3 separate regions of the Mus musculus genome follow, and regions 1 and 3 are each linked to region 2. The links are chromatin contacts, called in public HiChIP or PLAC-seq and capture Hi-C maps. All regions are on one chromosome and are shown on one strand. The core of a region is the stretch at or near the end of the contact, and the rest is flanking DNA. Distances in the headings are between cores, read along the strand shown.

What was found. HiChIP or PLAC-seq counts read pairs in DNA pulled down with a chosen protein or histone mark. Capture Hi-C pulls out chosen DNA fragments and counts their contacts.
Region 1: a contact with region 2 is called in an H3K4me3 HiChIP or PLAC-seq map of forebrain, with 5 times the contacts expected there. The contact joins the enhancer-like site here to the promoter of Stox2 in region 2. A contact is called at or near these places in 5 of 115 datasets of contacts at active chromatin or transcription factors (embryonic forebrain, forebrain, large pre-B cells and 1 more).
Region 3: a contact with region 2 is called in a capture Hi-C map of embryonic stem cells, with 2.3 times the contacts expected there. The contact joins the promoter of Helt here to the promoter of Stox2 in region 2. A contact is called at or near these places in 1 of 484 Hi-C or Micro-C datasets (embryonic stem cells), 2 of 115 datasets of contacts at active chromatin or transcription factors (embryonic stem cells and forebrain) and 1 of 9 other capture datasets (embryonic stem cells).

The regions. Positions count from the first base shown.
Region 1 is chr8:46,636,579-46,640,826 of GRCm38.p6, reverse strand. It overlaps Casp3 (caspase 3), which reads right to left. Exons shown (of 7, transcript NM_001284409.1): 7 at 1,129-2,908. The coding sequence ends at 2,679. Among named protein-coding and RNA genes, the nearest start is that of Casp3, 21 kb to the right of the region's middle. Within about 2 kb of position 1,721, at least 154 of the 459 cell types and tissues checked have an H3K27ac peak or open chromatin away from gene starts, as enhancers often do. A contact at or near this core is called in forebrain, where this site is marked.
Region 2 is chr8:47,287,134-47,291,543 of GRCm38.p6, reverse strand. It overlaps Stox2 (storkhead box 2), which reads left to right and starts at 2,142. Exons shown (of 4, transcript NM_001114311.1): 1 at 2,142-3,664. The coding sequence starts at 3,499.
Region 3 is chr8:46,293,128-46,297,615 of GRCm38.p6, reverse strand. Helt (helt bHLH transcription factor) reads left to right here and starts at 2,945. Exons shown (of 4, transcript NM_173789.4): 1 at 2,945-3,592; 2 at 4,027-4,131; 3 at 4,352-4,448. The coding sequence starts at 3,566.

The sequences.
Region 1 (4,248 bases), core at 472-2,971, 650 kb after region 2:
GCATGCCTATACCTCCAGCACTTGGGCGATACTGTCCAGTCTGGTAGGTGATATCATAATTTATATTCCTCTTATTATGATGGGAGATTGGGTTATCTGAACATAAGGGGTATATGCTCTCTTTGTTTACACTTGCTCTATTCACATACATGGCCCAGTTGATGGTTTTTATCTTGTGTATGTGTAGGCCAGGTGATAATGGGACTGGTATCATTTCTCCATAGCTGAGCACATCAGCCATGCGTTTGCCATGGAGACTAGGCTGGTTGACCAGTGAGCCTCAGGAACTCACTTATCTCCATCACTGCTGGAATTATAAGCGAGCATCACAATTCGGGTTTTTTTTCCTTTTAACATGGATTCTGGGGATCAAGTTCTAGTTCAGGTTCTTGTGCTGGCAAGGAAACTGCTTTACCCAGCTAACTACTCCCAGACCCATAGCTCCAGTTGTTTTCTTTGTACTATCTCAGACCTCTTTATATAGATAGTATGGAAATTACAATGGGCTAGCCTTTTCTCCACACATTAAAGAGCTAGTCTTTAAAGGTTTAATTTCATGTATATAGGTATTTAGCCCACGTGTATGCCTCTGCACCATGTGCATAAAATTCCCAAGGAGGCAAAAAGAGGCAGTTGGGTCCCCTGGAGCTAGTTACAAAAAATTGTGAGCTGCCATGTGGGTGCTTGGGTTCAAATCCAGTTCTTCTGAAGAACAGCCGACGCTCTTAACTGCTGAGTCATTTCTCCACCACCCTATCCCCTGTTAGAAAGCAGCTAGACAAAAACATTCGTGACACGCTCCTCCTTGTGTACAGGAGTTCCTTGATCCACTTTTGACCTTCACTTTAGAGAAGCTGTGGTTATTATGTAAACTTTGGAGGAGCTGAGTCCCCACCCCTTCCTGTATTCTTTGAGTATATTCTACCTATTTCTTTGGGTTTAAATCCTATCATATCAGAGGTTCTTCCACTTGCCAACACCTTAACATATTAGATTAAGGCCTTGTTGCATCCTCTGACTCTCTCAAATTAGACTGTGGGTTAAAATTATTTTAACTTTCACTTAGTTATTACAACAGCAAAAGTATTGACGACGACAACAACAACAACAACAACAACAAACCCTCAAATACACTGATAATTTTAAATCTGAATTTATGTTTTGAAATAAAATTGCAAGGTAACAAACTTTTATAAAATTGTCACATGGGAACACACTTTAAAATACCATCACATGCTGCATTCACTTAGAAAGCGTTAACAACAAAGCCAGTCTAAACAAGAATCTATCCGTTACAATGTGAGTTCCTTCCTTTCTTTGTGCAACAAGGAAGCTTAGGAGAAATGCTGCGAGAGCCAGCAGTGACTCAGCACCCCCATAAGGAGGCCAGGAGCAGAGCACAGTCTCCCTGAGGATGGACTGCAGCCCGCAGCTTCTCCACATGGGCTGCAGGGCTATTGCTGGATGCTTTCCAAGTCCTGTGTGCCCTGGCCCTTTCGTTTCTAGCACAGTATAAATATCACCATTATTTTTCCTTTCTTTGTAAACGTCAACAGAAAAGTCAGCATGCTACAGACTCTGGACATGGAGTCCAGTGAACTTTCTTCAGACTCTCAGCCCTCTGGGAAAGCCTTTTTGCAGAAGTTTGTGATCTGGTTCACTTTCCCACGTGGTAACTTGGACATCATCCACACAAACCAGAACTCACAAGGGGGGTGGGGTGAGGGGTGGGGAGTCCAGCTGGCAGGCCTTTTCTGAAGATGTGCCCATGGCTCTGCCAAGTCTCTGCTCTGGCTCAAACCACATTCTCTCCAACTACAGTAGATTTCATCTCTCCTTTTCTTAAGCTCTGTTTGACAACTGGTATTATAGTATATTCCTATAGAATTCCTGTACTTCATTCTAATAATCAACCATTTGAGGCTGTTACATAACAGCTCTTGAGATATTTTGCTGGTCTGTAAGACCGAGCTGATTTGTATAAGGATAAGTAAGAAACAAATGCTGATGGATTTTAGCACCTTGCCTTCAATGAGTCAACCAAGTTCGCACACGGTTTTCCTCTCACATAAATACTCAAGTTATTTTTGTTCCAGTAATAAAACATGATTTTTTTTTTTAAAATAACAAATACGTGTTGTGGACAACTGTCACAAAACCAGTAGCTATAATGCATGCTATGGTGGTCCAACTCTTCACTTCCATAAATCAGGTCCAAAACAAGGGTTCCAGCCTTTGACTCTGCTCATGGATTCAAGTTCTAAGACATTATCATTTGACATTATTGTTTCTACGTTTAACGAAAACTAGAACAACATTCTTAACATGAGTGGGGAGTATAAAATCATCAGTGGAAAAGCTGTACTGCTTCAAAATGACTTCAAAATTCATAGTATCGCCAAATCTTGCTAATTATAAAAGGGCAACTTTGTAATTTCATCTAGGATGATAGTACCATCATTGACAGTTACTTGCTCCTTATTAAATTAAATTTCATTTCAACTACCTGATGTCGAAGTTGAGGTAGCTGCACTGTGGCTGGCTGCATTGCTAGGCAGTGGTAGCGTACAAAGACCAGGAGGACCGTCAGATTAGATTTAAATGAGAGTCTCCCTGACAGCTTTCTCATTTGGCATAACAAAACAGAAACACGCCCCCCCCCACCCCCAATCATTCCTCTAGTGATAAAAGTACAGTTCTTTCGTGAGCATGGACACAATACACGGGATCTGTTTCTTTGCGTGGAAAGTGGAGTCCAGGGAGAAGGACTCGAATTCCGTTGCCACCTTCCTGTTAACGCGAGTGAGAATGTGCATAAATTCTAGCTTGTGCGCGTACAGCTTCAGCATGCTGCAAAGGGACTGGATGAACCACGACCCGTCCTTTGAATTTCTCCAGGAATAGTAACCTAGGAGGCAAAAATACGAAGGACTGTATCTTCTATTACACCACAGCATCACTCTGGAGGAGTCTACACATTTTCATATAACCAGAACGATCCAGACAGACATAAGCTTCCTCAGTCTTAGAAGCCACACAAAGGAAAATAATTAGCAACCCTGGACTCCAGACCTCACTGCTCTCTGCTGGAAAAGAAAACGCAGATCAATCAGGACTGACTACTGTTGGTTTCCCGAGTTCTACTTTAGGGTCTCTTTCCCATAGGTCAGGGCGAAGAAGAGGAAGACACAGACCGGACAATACCAGGTTGTGCAAAGCTATGCAAATGGGACCCTGTAGGTAACATGGTGTTTCAATCTGAACTCATCTGTTATGAATACTGGCTCAGGCAGGAAATAAACTGCTTACATATACACACACTTTAAAAAGGTTTCTTTGCTTATTCATTTTATGTTTATGATGTCTCAGCCTGCATGTATGCAAGTGCCCTGTGCCCACGCAGATCAGAAGAGGGAGTCAGAACCCTGGAATCAGGGTTACCCGTGGTTGTGAGCTACCGTGCGGCTGTGAGCACCCGAAGCCAGGTCCTCTGCATGAGTAACAAGTGCCCTTAACCACTAAGCTGTTTATTAGAGATGTACACTTTAAAAAAATGACATTAGTTTGCCTCTGGGGCAACTGGATGAATAAAACAAATAGTATTCAAAAAGGCCCCCCCCCATAGGGTTTTTGTATTTATTTTCAGATTAACTACAGGATTCATTGTGTTTAGCTTAGAAGTACACTGCTTAGAAGATACCTAGTGGATAAAATAAACAAGATGAGTATATTTTATTTGTTTAATAGATCTATCTATCTATCTATCTATCTATCTATCTATCTATCTATCTATCTATCTCTCTATCTACTTATTGTGTGCATGTAGCTGTGCATGTGCCAGACAGTACACATGGAACTCAAAAGACAACTGTGAGAGCCAGGTTTTCTCAGACTACGATATGCACATAACCACATACAGGTTTACACCCACAAACAACTGAACACCGTGTGTGTGTGTGTGTGTGTGTGTGTGTGTGTGTGGTTGTTTATATGACAATGACCCCCATAGGCTCACATGTTTGAATACTTGGTCCCGAGTAAGTGGAACTTTTTGGGAAGGATTGGGAATCATGGCCTTGGTGAAAGTGGTGTGTCAGGTGGACTTTGAGGACTCAAAAGCCAGCATCATTTCCAGTTAGTTCTCTCTACCTTGTGCTGTGCTTGTAGATGGAGATGTAAGCCTACACCTGTCTACTGCATGGCCGCCCTCACCTCCACCCCCGTTTCCTGCCACAATGGTCCACAGAC
Region 2 (4,410 bases), core at 893-3,392:
TTACAGACTGGCTGACTGGGGAGCCCCAGTGATCCTCTAGTCTCTGCCCCTCCAAGTGCTGGGTTTACAAGCGCACACCTGGCTTTTTACGTGGGTTGTGGTTTTATAACTCAACTCCCCATTCTTGTAGCTGAACTGAATCCCTAGCAATTAAATCTTAGTTGTGAATTTCTCAGATTGAATATTGGGGTTCCCAACAATGGGCTGACTTGGTAAATAGATAGTTCATGACTAGGATACGCTATGGCTCTAGGAGGACTTGGCGGCTAGGCGCTGTGGCTGGGGAATCCCGGGGTCCCATGAACAAAGCAGTCTTTCCCATAGCACAGATGAATGGACATGATGAACCCGACTTTCCCAGTGGCTGCACTCATCCGTTCTCTTGGGATGACCATTGCGCATTGTTAGCTGACGTGGGTGAGTCAGTTACTGACAGTGGTGGGGGTGGGTGGGTGGCAGCGGCTACCATACCTGCTTCATGCATCATCTGGGTTCTGAGAACCCTGGCATGTTTGCTGCCTGCTTCTTAGGTGCCTGGTGTGGCTGCTTGGCCAGTGGATGCTCTCAGTTCCCTGCAAGGTCTGTTGTCACAAGCGACTGAGACCAGATGTAGCTCTCCTCTTCAAATGTATACCAGCCCCACTCATCCTTTCACAGTGTGAACATGATCATTTTTTAAAAACATATTACATGTAATTACCAACTAGCCCCTGCCTTATATTATACCCTCTAAACTCCTTCTATATAGAAATTATAAAATTATGGCTGTATTTTTGCTTTGAGTTCTTCTGTGGCCCCCAGTCCATCAAGAGTAGGAAATAAAACTTTGAACATGGCTAGCAAGTCCCTGCATGATCTACGCTCCCTCTCTCTGACCTCACCGCCCACGGCTTTCCTGTTCAGCTCTGACTCCAGCCATACTGGCCTTCTTGCATTTCTTCCAACAGAAACCAAGACTGGTTTAGACTTCAGGACCGTCGCACTTGTTCCCATGGCCCTGGACACCAATCCCTTCACTCTTTGAGGGGCTCTTCATGCTCTAGGCCCCAGCTACTGGCATGCCTCACAGAGGTTAATGCATCTTTATAAAATGTGGCACAACTTTTGGCTTTAACTCAGCTTCCTGCATTTCTTTTCTGCTGGACCATTCATTGCATGGGACCATATTTGGTATGTTGCCTATTTAATCTGCTCAGTGAATGAATACCAAAGTTGTCACATGATCACAATCCCTCTTAAGTCATAATTACTGCAAAAATTTGTGTGACCATTTTGGTGTCTTGAGAACTGATGTTTTGTTGATTTGAGATACCTGAATGTCAGTAACGCCCATTCGTGAAAACATTAACAAAAAATTCACCTCTATGGCCCTTTACACATTGATCTTCTAAACCAGTCGTCTTTCTGTTCCTTGCCATTTTAGCAAAGGGTACCTTTTAAAGGCTTGTCTTGAATCTAAAAGGAGGTCGCTAAACATTTAGCTAATAGGTTTGTAGTTAGTAATTAATATTGCTTGATGTAGTTATAGGTTTTATATGCGACTTGTGGCTTTTTATCCCCACCCCCTTGGTATCCACAGAGAGGTTGTTCTGGCTATGTATTACCAAGCCACATACTGGAGATGGATGATGGCCTCCCTTCTAGATCTCATTGCCTTTCTGCCTCCTGGATGTCTTGCCAGAGCTTCCTGAATCTTAACCCTTTAGGGCCCTCCGACTGCTGAATACACGTTTCCATGAAGGCTTCCTATTGCTGGCTCTGCATCTTGTCACCCATCAGCGTGGAATGCCACCTTTAAAAATGATTGGGAACGTCTCGTTGTCACAGATGCATTAAAGAAAAGGAAAAAAAAAAAAAAGAAAGAAAGAAAGAAAAAAAAAAAAAAAAACCACCCAGCTCAAACGGGAAATGACAGATCACCTCCAGAGGCAATCAAGTTTATTCTCCTTGTTTAGAGCTCAAAACGCATTTTTGGCAACCCAAATGGGGAGGTGAGAGTGGTGGATAAGAATGGGAGTGGCGGCGCGTGGCGGGGCTGGCGGCCAGGCCGGGCGCCTTTAACTCGGCGTGACCTCGCGTCTGGCCCGCGCCCCCTCCTCCGCGCGCACCGCTGTCCTGCAGCGATTGGTGCTTGGACCATAAGCAGCTGTGCAGGGCCCGGCGGTGCAGAGGCCCCGGGCCCGCCAGCGCAACCAGGCCATTGGGGAGTGACTTCCACTCAGGATCGCAGAGGGCGCAGGCCGTTGGCGCGTGGCAGTCGGCGTGGGCCTGGCGTCCCCGCGCGTTCGCGGCGCCCCGCGTCTCCGGCTGGGCGCAGGTGGACCAGGCCGGGCGCCGCAGATCAGCGCGTTCCCACGAAGGCTAGCCCTCGGAGCGAGGGGGAGGGACCATCGGAAAGACGTGGAACGATCCGCGCGGTGTCATCCGCAGGGCCCAGGCCCCGCGCCGCCGCCGCCGCCGCCGCCGTCGCCGTCGCCGCTGGGGCTTTGCTGCGGGGATCTACGCCGAGCCTCCGCGCTGCCCCGAGATTAGCATGACACTGGGTAGCCGTCCCGCTTTCGGCGGTGCCAGAGCGCAACGCGCTAGTCCCCGAGCCGCGATGGCCTCGCGCGGGGGCCGATCGCCGGGCTCCGCAGCCACCGCGGCCCGTGAGTAAGAGTATGCCTGCGGCGGGGGACCCACGCGTGTCGGCACGCGCCCCCACCCTCCCGCGCCCCCGCCAGCCTCGGAAGGAGGAAGCCTGACGGCGCGCCGCGGTCGCCAGCACCCAACGGGGCTCTTCCTGCGTTGTCGCAGCGGCGGTCCCGGTGCTCCCGTGCGCCCCCCGTTCGAGCCTCTGGAATGAAGACTGCCTCCCGAGGACTGCGAGAGAGAAGCAGAGACAGCGGGCGCCGGGGACTGCGGCCCTCGCGGCTGGGAGGTCCAGGGGGACGCGACTCGGACGCTGTCATCCCCACGCCTCGCGCTGAAGCCTCCTAGTGCGGTTGGGGCTGCCGCCCACCGGTCAAGCTGCCGGGGCGTGCGATCCCGGGTCGGCCCCCGGAGGCCTCGGCTTCCTCATTTGTTTGGGTCTTTTGTGCTGTGGCGCACAGTTGGCTAAGCACTCCTGCGCTGAATCGGGCCATTGTCTGCGCTCCCATTGCTTCCACGCTGCAAGTCTCGGCGCCCCCACCCGGGCCGCCCCCTCCCGGCCGCCGAGCCTCCCAACGTGCCTTCCCCCTCAGGAATCTGGAAGCTGGAAGCCCGGCGGATTGCAAATGAAGTGGAATGCATTGTGGGACGAGTGTAAAATCCGAGCCTTCTCCGTGGGGGTGTGGGGGGGCGTGGGGAGGGCCGGACCTGCCGCCGGCGGTGTAGACACCGACGAGAAGAGGGGCTGGGGGAAAAAATGTGCGCAGAGTCCTCCCGGGTCGTGGCCTCGGTAGACGGATGAAGCAGCGCGCTGCGCCCTGGCGCTGAGGCCCTACTATCGGGGCACCAGGGTCGCCCTTTCCCACCATGAAGAAGACCCGGAGCACAACCTTGCGGCGAGCCTGGCCTAGCTCGGATTTCTCGGACCGGGCCTCGGACCGCATGAGGTCCCGCAGCGAGAAGGACTACCGCCTGCACAAGCGCTTCCCCGCGGCCTTCGCGCCCCAGGCTTCTAGGGGCTACATGACATCAGGTTGGTAAAGCACGGTTCAGCCGCCGCCTGTGATTGCTGCGCCGCGGCTAGTTGAGGGTTTGGGGTAGAGGAGGACCTGCGGTGATGGATGTGCCGAGTTATGTATGGGGAGAGCAGGGAAAAATTAGCTCCCATCCACCATTTTGTACCTCTGTAAGATCCACAGCAGGCCCTCTCAATATGGGGTTGGAGAGCTATTCTTTAGGTAAAAATCGGGGAGGGGGATTGAGCTGAGCATCTGGTCTGCAGGGAGATAGGATGGCTGCAGCCTTCCCTGAGCTTTGTGAAAGGCGAGCCTTAGTCCAGGGTTGCCCGCAATACCAGGTTCGCCTGGGCCTGCCTGCATTATGGCTTAGAGGATATTTAAACACTCCCTCCCCCCCTTTTAAAAAAAGGAACAGGTTCTTTGCACCGTTCTGGAGATTCGAGGCAGGGGGAAGCTCTGCCCATGTCCGTCTGAGTCTGTTTCAATTTGTATGCAGGAGCTATGCCGTGGAGCTCATTGAAAGCTTGGGGAGGGAGTCGTGGTGTGTTTGCATACGGAACGCTCGCACGATTGCGCGTGGACTTAGCATAGCTTGCATCAGTGCTGTGGATGGAATGGAGGCTGTATCGTGTTTTGCATGCCGGATGGGAAGGGCAAACACAATGGTCCTAGAATTGAAGGCTTCAAAAAATAGGTTTCTTGTGAGAAAGCGGTGACTGCTCAGAGCCTCCTGGAATGAGCTGGTTTTCTTTGAATCCCA
Region 3 (4,488 bases), core at 1,696-4,195, 990 kb after region 2:
AACCACACTGAAAGAGCAAGCAGGCCAGAGAACACTGGGTGAAGCCCTCAGTGAGAGGGGAGCCCAAAGTCCCCTCCCCCACATTCATTTACCTAATTTGGGTTAAATTTAACAGACTTCAGGAGGCGTCTGACTTTTTCTGGAGTGAGCAATGCTTTTGAAGAGGGATGAGGAGGAGGAGAAGGAGGAGAAGGAAGAAGAGGAGGAGGAGGAGGAGGAGGAGGAGGAGAAGGAAGAAGAGGAGGAGGAGGAGGAGGAGGAGGAGGGGGGGGGGGAGTCCACTATAGAGTGGAAGCTCCTAACAGTTCCACAGTTTCCCTAAAACAAAATAGTCAACGCAGAGAACCCTGATGGCAAAAAATAAAAGATGAATGTCGTAGTTAGGCCTCCTTGAGTGCCTTGACTCTAGTCCCTTATTTCACCCCAGTGACAGCCTTGTAGCATATAATGGACACAATGTTATCTCCATTTTACAGAAGAGGAAAACTGAGGCGCACAGTCGAGGATCTTTCCCCTGCTTTGTGTCTGGCTCTCAGGGCAGGAGTGCAGTTGGTGCACAAACCGGCTCTGCATCTTAACCCCTTGGCTCTCAGGTAGAGTGTAAATCACCCGGAGATCCAGGGAGCATTGATCAGCACACTAAAAATAGAGAGTAAAAGCAATATCTAGTAAGGCGTCCATTTCCTTGAGAGTGTGGTTGAGACACGCTGCAAGGAAGAGCAAAACTGGAAGCATCCTTTCCCCAGTCCTAAGAAGAAACCTTGGGCTCTCTCCTTTACTGCTGCATCCTGGAGGGGCTGGGCAAACCTGCTCCCTGTGCTCCCGGTCTGCATCCATCCACTCCGCACCACCCCAAGAAGGAACTTTTAGTTCTGGGCAAACGGTCCCTGGCTCCCATAAACGCAGAAAAATTAAACAGTTTGTGTGAGATGAAATTTGGCTTGAGGAACGTGCCTGCAGCTGCAGTTAACACCAACAGTAAGAGGATCAACTTCAAGTCCGCTGGCAGGGAAGGGGAAAAAAGGGGGCGGGGGGCGAACTCCGGGCTCCCTTTTACTCATTCAAGTTAGCTGATTTGGACGATCAGGCTTCCTGTTTAATCCCCTTGTGTGCGAGTGAATATACCGAGGCCGATGACCCCTAAGAGAGCACGCGGCTGGCAGAGCAACCTGTAAAAAGGTGCGGATCCTGCCCAATCTGGCGTGAAGTATGTCGAAAAAAACAAAACAAACAAACAAACAAAACAAAACAAAAACCAGTAAGCAAGACTGGGGCACCCTAGTGTGCTCGGTGCAAACCGATTCCACACCCTCCAGGCACCGGAAGGTTGGCGGCTGCTTTCCAGAAGTCCTGCATCTCACAGCTAGCTTTGCGCCCCGGAGCTTCCTAGGTGCTGCAGGGACCCACCCTGCCTACCTACCTACCTACCTACCTCTGGCAAGGGACTGGCACTCCCCAAAGGGATAAGCCTTGGGCCTGCTGTTGTCTAGCAGAATAGAGAGAATTTACTCCACGGTGGGGGGCAAAGGGACTAAGGCGACACTTGAAGGGTGGTTTTCCTTGTTCCCAGATGAGAAAGATTGGGAACAGATGAGAACTTGCTGACTCTGGAATAAAGTCATAAAGCAAAGGTCATTTTTATTGTTTTTATATGAAGGAAAGCTCGCCCCCTCCACCACCCCCCACATGCCCAGAGGCAGCAATGAGAGGTTGGTTGGTAGAGGTCTGGGGCTGTACAGCAGGCTCAAGGCAAAGACACAGCGAGCAAAGAGAGAGAGTTCCCAGGAACTGCCACCCCCTCCTTCCCTCTGGGCCTGTCCAGTAAGTTTCCTTCTGAGTTTCTGTCCGTCTCTTCCCTCCCCCCCCCCCATATTTCGCTTTCTAAAACCATAAAAAAGAGATCAAATTCCCTAACTTCACGGGACCCTTTTCAGTGACAAATATTGATGCCCAAAGTGTCTGCGCTCTCCCGCCCCCAAACGTTAAGAAAAGGCGCCCGCGAGAGGGGGACATAAAAAGTTAACAATGCTGTGAAAATATGTTTGCAAAAAATAGACAATCGTTGGATTAAACGTATTCAAGTATGAAATAATGCCTTTTTGTGTCAAAACTTGGGCGATGGGCGGGTACAAAAGTTCCCTGTGGCAGCTACTTGCTCCCTTTGTGAGCTGTGCGCTTTGGCGTCTCCACTTGGGCGCATTACCCAGAGCCCTCTAAGCGCGATTGTTTCTCCCTTTCTAATGACATTTACCGGATCAAAACATGCTGTTAATTCGATCAGAAGGCTTCACCCTCCCTGACAAAGCCACAATAATTTCTCCTGAAGTTTGTTAAATTGACCAAAATTAGGCAAATGAATAGGGGTCTGTAGGCGCCCCCTCATGCAGGTGACGGCGCATAATGCTCGCCTGGGCCAGCTGCATTCTCCCTTTTCTTCTCGGCCCACTCTCCTCTGTGTTGCCCCAATCCTCCCACCCCCCTCACACACACACACACACACACACACACACACACACACACACACACACACACACACCCGCCTGTCTGTCCTCCACCCCACTCTTGGCATTATTAAAATTTAGCCCAATGAAACTATTCATACTTTTCAATGGACATTTTCCTATAGGATAATAGGCTACAAATTGAGCCTCTTCCCCCCGCGAAGAGAGAGCCGGAGGGGGGAGAAAAGAAAGCAGAGGATTTGGTCAGAGACTGGGGCGGGGGGAGGAGAGAGTCGCGTGCCAAAGGCCCGCGGGAGGGGCGAAGCGAGGCGGGAGCCTCGTGTGCCAGCCGCAGCCCCACACCTGCCGGGATGTCCGGACAAATAAAGCGGTGTAAACAAAAAGGGGGGAGACGGACGTGTCACCAAGTCGTGTGAGAAAAGCCTGGGAACAAACGGGGCGCCTCCGTCTCCAGAAGCTCTCCCTTGAACCCGGCGGAACAGCCTATTAAAGGCTTACTTAATTACTTTAATGACTCTGGACAGGCTTTAAAACGCACTCGGCGCTGGGACCGCGGGCTTGCTGGGATTTGTAAACAGGCGATCGTGTGAGACTCAGCGGTGGGACTAAAGGAAGCGACGCTGTTTTGTGAAGGTCCTCGCCCCCCGGTGCCCGCAGCCACTGCGCCCCTGCGCTCTGCGCCGGCTAAGAGTGCAGGCGCTCGCTGGTCCGCCGGCTCCAGTTTCTCGCCCCCTCTTCCTGAGGTGCCTGTTGCCATGCAAATGTTATTCCTGGACGAATCACGTGTCCTTTGAAGAGCCACGTGGATTAACAAAGCTGATCTGCCCCCACCTCGCCCCCCTCGGCTGCTAAAAATTTTTTTGTCAACTTCTTTAAAACTGACCTTGAATGCATACATGCTCCAAACGCAGAACTCCTAATCCTATGGAATAATTCAGCGCGTGAGAATGCACTTGCAGTCCTAGATGGCTGCTTTATAAAGGGAGCCCCCTCGGACCTGGGAGGCTGCAGTCTACCTGGAACACTTGAAGAGGCACACGAGGTGGAACGTGGACGAGTGCCTCGCGCCACCGCCTCTGCCGAGGGCGCGCACGCACACCAGAATGTCTGACAGGCTCAAGGAACGCAAAGTGAGTTCCTTGCGCTCTGGTGGTGGAAGAGTGTGACTCACCAACTAACCTGACATCTGGCTGGATAGATGACTAAGATGTGCCACCCAGAACTTTAAGTGTGGAGAAATCCAGAGTGGTTTGGAAAGGGAACAGAGACTGGAAGGAGAGTCCTTGATTGGAGACAGCTCACTCTGGGAGGCGGGTGGCCACGTCCCAGAGCCTTGGCACTTAGCTTGGCCTTGGCAGGGATGTGTAGGGAAGTTGAACGGCAAGAGAGCCAGCCAGCACGGACACAGAGCTCTGAGTCCGGGGACACAGAGCTCTCTTGGTCTAGTGTGGCGGGGCAGGGGTCTCTTCGGGTTGGCGAATTAGTGACCCTTGTAACACAGAAGCTTTGCCTTGGATGACTCCTTGGGCGAAGCCATCTTAAATGCAAAACTTTCTGTTTACAGAGAACCCCGGTTTCTCATAAAGTGATAGAAAAGAGAAGGAGGGACCGAATTAACCGCTGCTTGAACGAGCTGGGCAAGACAGTCCCTATGGCCCTGGCGAAACAGGTAACGTTTGTGGTGCTGGGTACTCCCCCACTGTCACTCTCTGCAGAGTCCCCAAAGTCTCTACAGACGCTGCTGGCCTAAGAGAACTCGCCCCACTCTGGGCGGCAGTAGCCTCTCTGACGCCAGCATCTTCCTGGCTGCTCCCCTACAGAAGACAGAGAGCATGTGCGTGGGTCTGCTGTGGATGGGCCGCCTCTAAGCTCCTGTGGGGTTTTTGCAGAGTTCCGGGAAACTGGAGAAGGCGGAGATCCTGGAGATGACAGTGCAGTACCTCAGAGCTCTGCATTCCGCGGATTTTCCCCGGGGAAGGGAAAAAGGTGGGCATTGATTCAGGCAAAGGAAACCTGACTGGGGAGA